2 separate regions of the Mus musculus genome follow, and region 2 is linked to region 1. The links are chromatin contacts, called in public HiChIP or PLAC-seq maps. All regions are on one chromosome and are shown on one strand. Each heading gives the region's core, a stretch centred on a gene start, on an enhancer-like site or on the middle of the called end of the contact. The rest is flanking DNA. Distances are from core to core; before and after follow the strand shown.

What was found. HiChIP or PLAC-seq counts read pairs in DNA pulled down with a chosen protein or histone mark.
Region 2: a contact with region 1 is called in a CTCF HiChIP or PLAC-seq map of CD8 T cells, with 6 read pairs. The contact joins two enhancer-like sites. A contact is called at or near these places in 1 of 15 datasets of contacts at CTCF or cohesin (CD8 T cells), 4 of 484 Hi-C or Micro-C datasets (bone marrow-derived macrophages, cumulus cells, muscle stem cells and 1 more) and 5 of 115 datasets of contacts at active chromatin or transcription factors (CD8 T cells, embryonic stem cells, neural tube and 1 more).

Annotation. Positions count from the first base shown.
Region 1 is chr13:36,963,970-36,968,669 of GRCm38.p6, reverse strand. F13a1 (coagulation factor XIII, A1 subunit) reads left to right here. Exons shown (of 15, transcript NM_028784.3): 6 at 545-652. Gm30489 (a long non-coding RNA gene) reads right to left here. Exons shown (of 6, transcript XR_873245.2): 5 at 1,487-1,694. Among named protein-coding and RNA genes, the nearest start is that of Gm30240, 23 kb to the left of the region's middle. Within about 2 kb of position 2,844, at least 5 of the 459 cell types and tissues checked have an H3K27ac peak or open chromatin away from gene starts, as enhancers often do. A contact at or near this core is called in CD8 T cells, where this site is marked.
Region 2 is chr13:37,308,326-37,313,025 of GRCm38.p6, reverse strand. No RefSeq gene overlaps it. Among named protein-coding and RNA genes, the nearest start is that of Gm40913, 23 kb to the left of the region's middle. RefSeq lists an enhancer at 1-2,060. Within about 2 kb of position 2,510, at least 27 of the 459 cell types and tissues checked have an H3K27ac peak or open chromatin away from gene starts, as enhancers often do. A contact at or near this core is called in CD8 T cells, where this site is marked.

The DNA of each region.
Region 1 (4,700 bases), core at 1,595-4,094:
AAATCACTGTGTTCTGGGCAATGCATCCATCTGTTGGAAGGATTTTTTTTTTAAGATTTATTTATTTTATGTATGTGAGTACACTGTAGCTGTCTTCAGACACACCAGAAGAGGGCATTGGATCCCATTACAGATGGTTGTGAGCCACCATGTGGTTACTGGGAATTGAACTCAGTACCAATGGAAGAGCAGTCAGTGCTCTTAACCGCTGAGCTATCTCTCCAGCACTGTTGCAAGGATCTTAATGAACTTGTAGAGTGTTCTAAAGACTCTTGAGTCAGTGTGTGGTTTTTGAGTACATTGGCTCTCTATTGGTTCTGTTCAGATTTCTGGCTTCCTTTATGTTTCTCCTTTACTGAAAAGTTAAGAAAAAAAAGAAAAGGATGCATTCTTTCCTTCTCTTCAATAGTTCATGCTAAAAGTTACAGGTGGTCCCTCCACATTTCTAAGCAGTAGGCTGTGGTGACATCTTATTTTTGGACTCAGCTCATCTTGTTTTGTTAAGTGGAGATTAAATAGTCTCTCATTGTTATCTCCCAAACAGTTCGAAGACGGCATCCTGGATACTTGCTTGTATGTGATGGACAAAGCTGAGATGGACCTTTCTGGCAGAGGCAACCCCATCAAAGTCAGCCGAGTTGGATCAGCAATGGTAAGAGGCAGTGCTGATGACTAAATCTAGTGTGGGAGCCATTGGTGTCAGAATAGAAGTTAGTTCACAGAAAGATGTGTTAGGTTTGAGTTCAGGGTGCCTGGTTGGCCTTGAATTCTTTCTTTCCCATATGCTACAAAATGAAAATTTTCACTCAAAGCTATATGTGGCTCTGCTTCACAGAAGATAATGGATATCATTAAACAACTAAATATGCAATCTTTTTATCATGTTGTATATATTTATTTTATGTGTGTGTGTATGTGTGATCTCACACATGTGTATGACCTCAGAGGATAACCTGTGGGGGATCAGTTCTCCTTGACCATCGTATGTGACCAGGGGATTGAACTCAGATTGTCTGGCTTTGTGTCAGGTGCCTTTACCCACTGAGCCATCTTGACAACCCCTGAGCATCTAAGAATCTCTTGTCTGGAGATTAAGAAATGATCACAACAAAAATGTTAATGACTGTAATCAGATGACCAACCAGTCAAACACAGGATACAGATTGCTACCTCAGACATGACTTTTCTCCATGTTTACGCTTGTGGAAACATTAAGGAAATAAATGGCTAAGGCTGGAGAGTTGATTCAATATAGAGTGTATATACCAAGTTCAATTCCCAACACTACATCAGGAAGCCTACAAGTGACTGTAACCTGAGCTCCAGGGGATCTGATGCCCTCTGCCAGCCCCCAAGAGCATCTGTACTCATGTGTACAGCACCCCAAAACATGTATACAAATAACAAAAATGAATCTGGTATGAAGAAATAAACACTCAGTAAAACCCTAGTTTCTTTGCAACGGGACCACACTGCAGAACCTTACCTCTTATGATGTGGATGTTGGTTTCTCCCTGGAAATATTGTAAGATAAGTGAGCGGCTAGTCGTCACTTCCATCACTTACACAAGCAAGAAAACAGGATGGTGAGAGCTTGTCAGTGATAAAGCTTTTGCCAGAACCTAGGTCCACCGACTCCACCTGTGAATGCATTCTCCCTTTCGCATGACTCACTGTAGGGGACCCCAAGACATCTGCAAGAATGCAGGGATCAGGTTAGGAAGTTAACTAAAGGACTACCTGGTCCTAAGCTGTACTGTATCCCTCGCACTCAGACAATCATTGGTACATAATGAGCATCAAGTCTGGTCCAGGTGCACAGTATTACTCAGTTATGGTAGGCCACATTTATCTCATAGGAAGATTGAATGGAGAACATCGTTATATTGCCAATGCCTTTACATCTTCTAAAAAAAAAATTCTCCCTGGAAGAATTTTATCTTCAATTTTGTTTTGTGAATCTTTTGAGTCAAACAAAATCAGTTTTGTTGACACATAATTACATGGCCAGGAAAGATATAGTATGTATATTCTGACTAGGTGCTAAAAATAGAGACTCTGACTTTATTAAGAACTGAGTTACATGGAAATTTAAGATGTGCTGGGTCTTACAACATGAAAGCAAAACCTAACATCTAAGGACAGCTTGGGGCTGGAGGCACAGCTTAGCGGTAAAAGCTTAGAGGGTCTCCTTAACATGTATGAAGCCCTGGGGAAGGAGCATTCAACCTCTGACCCCCAAATAATAAACATGTGTATTTAGATGCATAAAATAAAAAAGTTTTGTTTTCTCATGTTATTTGCATGGTGTGATGAAAAGATAATTTAGTCCTAAAGCCTTTGGCAATATCTGGAGGTCATCTTTGTACAACACATACCAGATCAGTTTTCTACATGGAAAAGAAGCCACCCTTCTTTTTTTTCTTAATTTTTAATTCTTTTTAGTTCCCCTTAGAAGCAACCATGACATGTTGCAGTGAAGAGAAGCAAGAAGAAGGAGTGATAAGATATGAACTGTCTCCCTCTTATTCATTCTAAAATAACACAGTCTTCAACCTGGCCTTACACACTCACTGTGCATACTTCCACCAAATGCAGAAATCACAAGCCAATCCAAAGCAGCACAGAGGAAAGCAAAAGGAGACAATCTAACCCACACTGTCTGTGGCTGCCTCTGACCAGGCATAACACCAATTTAAATTGCCTCAAAATGGCATTAGCTCTAAAGAGCCTCTCTCTCTAAAGTTCTAATTTGGAAAATGATCATCACGGTTACACAGCCTGGTACCAGGGAGATAAAATCTGCATAGAGAATAATGTGGTTGAGGTTTGGTTTGTTTTCTGGAAGGGATGACCTTGGGTGTTAAAGGAGATAGGTACTGCTCTGAGCAATTTGAAGTGGTAGCTCCACTTCCCCTTAGTTCCCCATGCCACTCTTCACAGTATAGAAAGTTCGATAGTTGAGAAAACCTCTTCACCCCTGTTATCCCCTTTAATCCTCAAAATAGCTTTTGTGAGTCTTTCCAAAATCTGTTCAGCTGTAGTGATTTATAAAGCTAAAACAAGGAGCCTCCAGAACTGGCTAAGATGGTGATGCATAGAAAAACAATTTTCTGATCATATAGACAGACCCTACATGATCACTGGAAACACACAGTGGGATTTCAGCATAAAGTTAAGTAAAGAACAAAGGTATATGTAAAGGGAGCAGATCTTCTTATTTCCCAGTTAAAGATTTTTCTTAAGATATGAAAAGATGCATTTGGAAGCTACAACAAGGACATATTTGAAGCTGGACGAATCCAGCCAAAATCAGACTTCACAGTTAGATGGCCATGTTGTTCTCCTGAGCTGGCCCCCAACCTCTGATAGCTTCGTGTCCATTTCCAATGCATCTCATCCCTGCCACTGAACAGATGCGCTAGAACAGAGGTGCATGAGATGGGTAAACATTTCAGGAGGGCCACACAGACTGTGCATGGATTCCAGAAGATGCATATGATCTGCAAACCCTTCCAGAGGACCACAGATTCTATGCATAGATTCCAGGGGATGCATATGGCCTGCAAACTCTTCCAGAGGACCACACAAACTATATATGAATTCCATTTCATACACAATGGAGTCACTGCACGCAGAAGCTTCCTGATGCAGCTGCTCCTGGAAACCATGAGGAGAAGCAGCCTAGCTCTGGCTGGACACTTGAAGAAAGTAAAACAGGCATCAATATAGCACAGGAGTGCATGACTGGAGCCCCAAAGACAAACTGGCTTTCTGTGGTCATGGCACATAGATTGGCAAGGAGATGGCAGGAAAATGGCTATGTATGAGGCTATAGGAACACAGAAGTGATAACAAGCTTTCAAATGATAAGATAAATAATGAGTTTGGCTTTTCAGACAACTTTCTGATGAAAATCTTTGTGGTACAGTCTATCCACCCTCAGATGGCTGCTGTACTGATAGTGTGTGCAATATATTGCCCAACAGCATCCCTGAGCCTCTATTCAAAAATTCCATGAACACACCATAATATGCCAGCTGAAACATTGAAGAATGTCTCCAGATATGGCCAAATGTTCCTTGGTGTATAAATCCCCCTAACAAAGATGGAGTCTGTGCTCAGTTTTCCTACCTATAAAATGGAGGTAACACCTTCTTCTTGCCTGCATAATAGGCTTCGTTCAATTCTGTTTTCCATGCTTTGCTGAAGAGACCAGGGAAATTGTTTTGCATAGGAGGGCCTGTAGCTGTATCAGGAGACAGAGTCCTGGCTCTGGTTCTGCCGTTAGCCATGTGAATCAGGGAAGAGCACTTAATTCCAGGACATACTTCTCTTCCTTTTTCAAATGAAGCTTTCTCTCTTTAGCCAAACACCTGAAATTCCCATGTGCCTTAGTAAGGGCTTTATTTCTGTGAAGAGACACCATGACGATGACAACTCTTACAAAGGAAAACATTTAATAGGGGCTGGCTTACAGTTTCAGAGATTCAGTCCATTATCATCATGGCAGGAAACATGGCAGCATCCAGGCAGACATTGCACTGGACAGTTCAGAGTTTACACCTTGACCTGAAAGCAGCTGGGAGAAGACTATCTTCCACCCTGGGTGGAGCTTAAGCATAGGACTTGACACCCACTTTCATAGTGACTCACTTTCTCCAATGGCCACACCTACTTCAACAAGGCCACACCTCCTA
Region 2 (4,700 bases), core at 1,261-3,760, 340 kb before region 1:
GAGTCCTGCTTCAAGACTGTCAAAGCCATTGGGTCTTTTAGGTTTAAATTCAATTCTGCAATGGGGTGAAATGTAAGGTATTAGTTTTAGGAAGGACCCTTGCTTACTTGGTGATTCACCTGTGAATAACAGCAAAACCCCAAATCCGAGAAACAATGCATCAGGCAATACTAGATCCGCAGCCAGCCAGCATCCCGCCCCTCAAGAAAAAAATTGCAGACCATGACATCATTCCTCTGGTCTCCCCACACCTGCTCGAGTCCCTCGATGATACCACCAGATGGCGATGTTGGCCTAAGTTGTAGTACATTCTCTAGTCCTGGGAAAGCCTGACCTGAATATAAAACTTCCCTAATCACCACATTTGATTCCCCAGCAGAACAGCACAAAAAAACCTACTGCGGATTCCAAAGAGGCCAACATGGCATCTCACTACATTGCGTGGTCCGCAGACCAGACATCGGTGCATATTAAAGTGTGATTGCAAGAAAACAACTTTAAAATTCAGAGTCCAGGAGTGGCCCCCCGCTCCCCCGCCTCCCGCGCCTAGTCTCGCTTTGCGCTCCCTACCCCCACCCACGGTCCAGCAATCTCGGACGTGAGGCTTTTCTGCAGCCGCAGCGGCATGGCTGGCAGTGTGGCGCGGAGGTGGCAAGCTCTAGGGACCCACGCAGCGTCTGTCTGTGCAGTGCCCAGATGGCAGGGGCTGGAGAGGCCTCCAGAAACCTGCAACTCAGTAGCATTTCCCCAACTGGATCTCTGTCATCCTCCCAGGCCACCCCAGCTCAAGAGAACCTACCCCATCCAGAACTTCAGGAGGCAGCTTGGGGCCAGCAAAGGTGGGAGGTGGTGGCATGAAAGTAAGGTCTAGTTAGGATGACCAGTCTCCAGGGTTAGAAGTTTTATAGCTTACAGGGCTTCCACGATCCCAGGTGCCCACCCAATTGGTATTGCTTCCACTAGTAGGTCGCGCCTTGTGTAGGACAGTGTATGATGGGCAAGATGGACCGCAGGCGCCTGCTAGAGAGTGACACTCTGGCTCCCAGTAGCTTGCACCAAAAGGTCCGATGACTGTCTCTGGTCCCCAGCAGTCAAACCTCGGTGGTACTTCTAGGCCTCATAGGCGCGTGCTCATGGCGCACGCACAAAGCCCAGCGGTGCAGTGCTCCCCGGCAGGCCTGGGCTGGCCCCCTCGAAGCGACCAGACGGTGTCTCACAGCGGGCTTGTCCCCGCCGAGGTCATCTGCTAGGCGCAGCTGGGCCGCGGAAAGTAAGAAGCTGATGAATTTTTCATCGCGATTCCCTTGGCTGTCGATCTGAAGGCAGTTTCTGGGGCAGCAGCCTTTAAGGACCTGTCTGTGCCAAGGGCAGCCCCTCCCCCACCGCTCTAATTACTGATAGACAGGAGAAGCTGGTCCCAGGTCCCCTCCTGCTCCTCCAGGGCGTGTCCTGGTCCCTCTGGCTTTGTTTGATTTCTGAGCATTGGGCGAGTGGGAAAGGAGGGATGAGGAAGAGCGCCTGTCTAGTTTAATAGCATGTGTAGACAACCTGCCTGGAAAAAGGAACACAGAGGTGCTCAGCTCTGACCTCCAGGAGTTTGCAGGGATCTGCGGGGATAAACTCACAAAATGGAGATGAAAGAGTCTAATGTGGGCCAAGGGCCGGGCTAGTGGGGCTGTGAGTGAGACCGGGGCTCAGGGAGAGACATGGGGAAGGGATAAGTTGAAAGGAAAGGACTCCAACACCCGGGCACAGGAAGGGGCAGAATGAGGGCGGGTCTAACTTTGCGCTCTCGAGGGGACCAGAGGCACACAGGTGCAAGGTGTGGACCTGGATCTACCCAACACATAGGTAGGCCTATCACAGGTCAGAAACCGGCCTTTTCTTGAAAATATGATACAGATATATCAGGAGAAGTCACTATTAGATAAGAACACTGAGGGGCTTTTTGTTCCTGAGTGGGGGAGGGGATGGGGAGGGTGGGAAAGGGTGGGGGAGCGTGGGGGAGGGCTGTGCCAGGTTTTTTTTTTTTTTTTTTGTCACACGGATTGTTTTTGCATAAATGTAAGTTAAAAATACACACTTACATACCATGCACACTGTTGTGTATGGAGATGGTCTCTAGAAATAGTTTTGTTTGTTTGTTTGTTTGTTTAAAAAGGTAATGCAGGTATTTCTAAATTTTGGTGAAATAAACAAAAGAATTCACCCAGAGTCACAATCTTTGTATATGTCCTTATTTTTTCCTTATCTTATTTATTTTTTCTGTGCAGACCTCGTTTCATTGAGACCATTTTTTGTAAGCGCAGTCATTCAATAAATGCTAATAAATAAGAGACCATAGCAGGAACATTCCCTTAATCTCTAAGTAGAGCTGGGCATGGTGGCTCCTGACTGAAATGCCTGCACCTGGAAGGTGGAGGGCGGAGAAGGAGGCTAAAGGCAGTGCTCTAGGCAGGGCTGAGCTCTGTGGAGTTAGAGGTGGAGTTCCGGACCTGGCAGAGCTGGGTGTGACTCTGCTTGAAGAAAGGAAAAGGTGGAAACATCTCAAGGTGCCTGAAGAGGCTTCTCATCTCACCTCCCAACGCTGAGCTGAATCGGAAACAGCTGGTGACAAGGAAGTTGTGGGGCCCAGCATTCCTAGCATCCTCCTCGCCCCCTCCCAGAGTCACCCCGCCCCCCCGCCCCCCCCCTCACATACTCACACCCTTACCAACCTCTTCCTCAGTGGTAGCTGCGGTTCTAGGACTGAGCAATTCCTCTCTACCTTCTATTCTGAAAACCTGTGCAGAGACTGGTAGCTTATCAAATGCGTTCTCATTGCTTTGCTCCTAGGTTTAATTGAATTAATTTTAACACCTGTTATACCTGCTACAAAGATCAAAAAACTGAGCCTCCATTAGAGTTTTCCTCTGAAACATTAAGTGGCCAAATTAAAGATAGAGCAAAGCTACAGGTTTGTTTTTTTTTTTTTTTTTTTTTTTTTTTTTTTTTTTTTTTAAGAAAAGGTGTTATTTGTGAACCGTGAATGTTTGCTGTTTGTTAAATTAGCTTTCACATTTAAAGCCACCAGAAAGACATTTTTATCAAATAAGAGAATGTGCCACCTGCTTTATTTCTTGGGGGAAAAACAGAGAGGGAGGGCTTCCATTTCTGGCTCTGAAGGAGGAGAGCAGAAAAAAGCCTTGTACTAAAAAACCAACGGCTGAATTAAAAAAGTATGAACTAGTAGCTTGAGAGCATCAAAGATGCAATCGAAGATGCGGGACTCTAGAGGGACCAGAATGGCATAGGAGGGCAATGCAGCCAAGTGAGTCCTTTAGAGCTCCTCTTGTGTCATGGGAGCATTTGTTGAGCCATGCAACGGCCTCTGGGGTATAGAATCAAAACAGAGTGACAGTTCCTTGCTTGTCTCCGTCAAAAAAATTGGAGTTCAGGATGCAAGGTTGCCAGGACTTGATGGACCATAAACACATCGAGATGGGAACCAAAGAAAATGGAGTCAGTATGCATTTTTTTTCTCCAAACCATTTCTCAGTCTTTAAGCTGTGCACGTGAAGAGTGAGATGCCAAGAAGCCAAATAAACACAGCTGTCAAGAGGCTTAAAAGCTAAGCCAAGATGCTGGCGTGCTTATAGTTCTGGGAAGGCAGAGCTTATAGTTCTGGCTGCTAAGGGGGAGGAGCCTTATGAAACCCTCATTGTCAGGTGAGTCCTGAAAACCAGTCCATAGGAGTAAGCAAACACAGGATAGTAGCTCTCATATGATATGCAACGTGGGCTGCAAGAGCCTCCACTCTGGCTGGGACACACCCGCACCTGCACACGCACACTCACAACTATCTCCTAGTGTTATATATCCTCCAGCTTTCCTGGAGGAAGATGATGTATTCTAATACCACAGAAGGTATTATATTTAACCCATTGTATTAATACCAGACGAATAATCCAGAGGGTCAGAGGTTCTGGCTGGTGAGGTGAAACAGGAGGGTAGTTTCCTGCCCTGTCAGGAAAAGGGTGGTGCTTCCATGGCCAATCATAAGATCTAGCTCTCGAAACTGATGTGGCCCAAATGTGAGGGAGAGCTGGACCAAGGCATTTAAAAAACTGGCCAGAAAGATCTAAGTAGAAGAGATGCTGGAGTCCATCCTTCCATGTGACTCTGCAAGGAAACTTGCCCGTCCTAGAGGATGAGGTTATTTCAGTCAAGGGCTCGTCACTGCCTTGCATCCTTTGGAAGATGGTTTGGCAACTTCTCACAAAGCCAAGCATGTTCTCACCACCCAACAGACAAACTCTTCAGGAGGTTTGGACCCAAAGATGGTAAAAGCTGAAGCTCATACAATAAACCAGCATCAGACCATTGATGCTATCAGCAGGTTTATTCTGGCCTGCTCAAGCGTGGAAGCAGTTAAGTTGCTCATCAAGAAGTGAATGGATAAAATGTAGCAAGTAAAGGTAATGGCGTTACTCAGTGGTGAGAGGGACTGAGTTAAGAAGTCATACAAAGACATAAAGAAAACTTAAACAAGTCAAAGAAGCCCGTCTGAAAGGTCTCCAGACAGACGACATGATTCTAAATATATAAAACTCTGGACAAGGCAAAAGTATGGGTACAGAGAAAAGGACAGAGGGTACTTAGGGTTAAAAGAGACAAGGGTGGTGGTGGTAAATAAGCAAAGCACAGAGAATTTTTCTGGG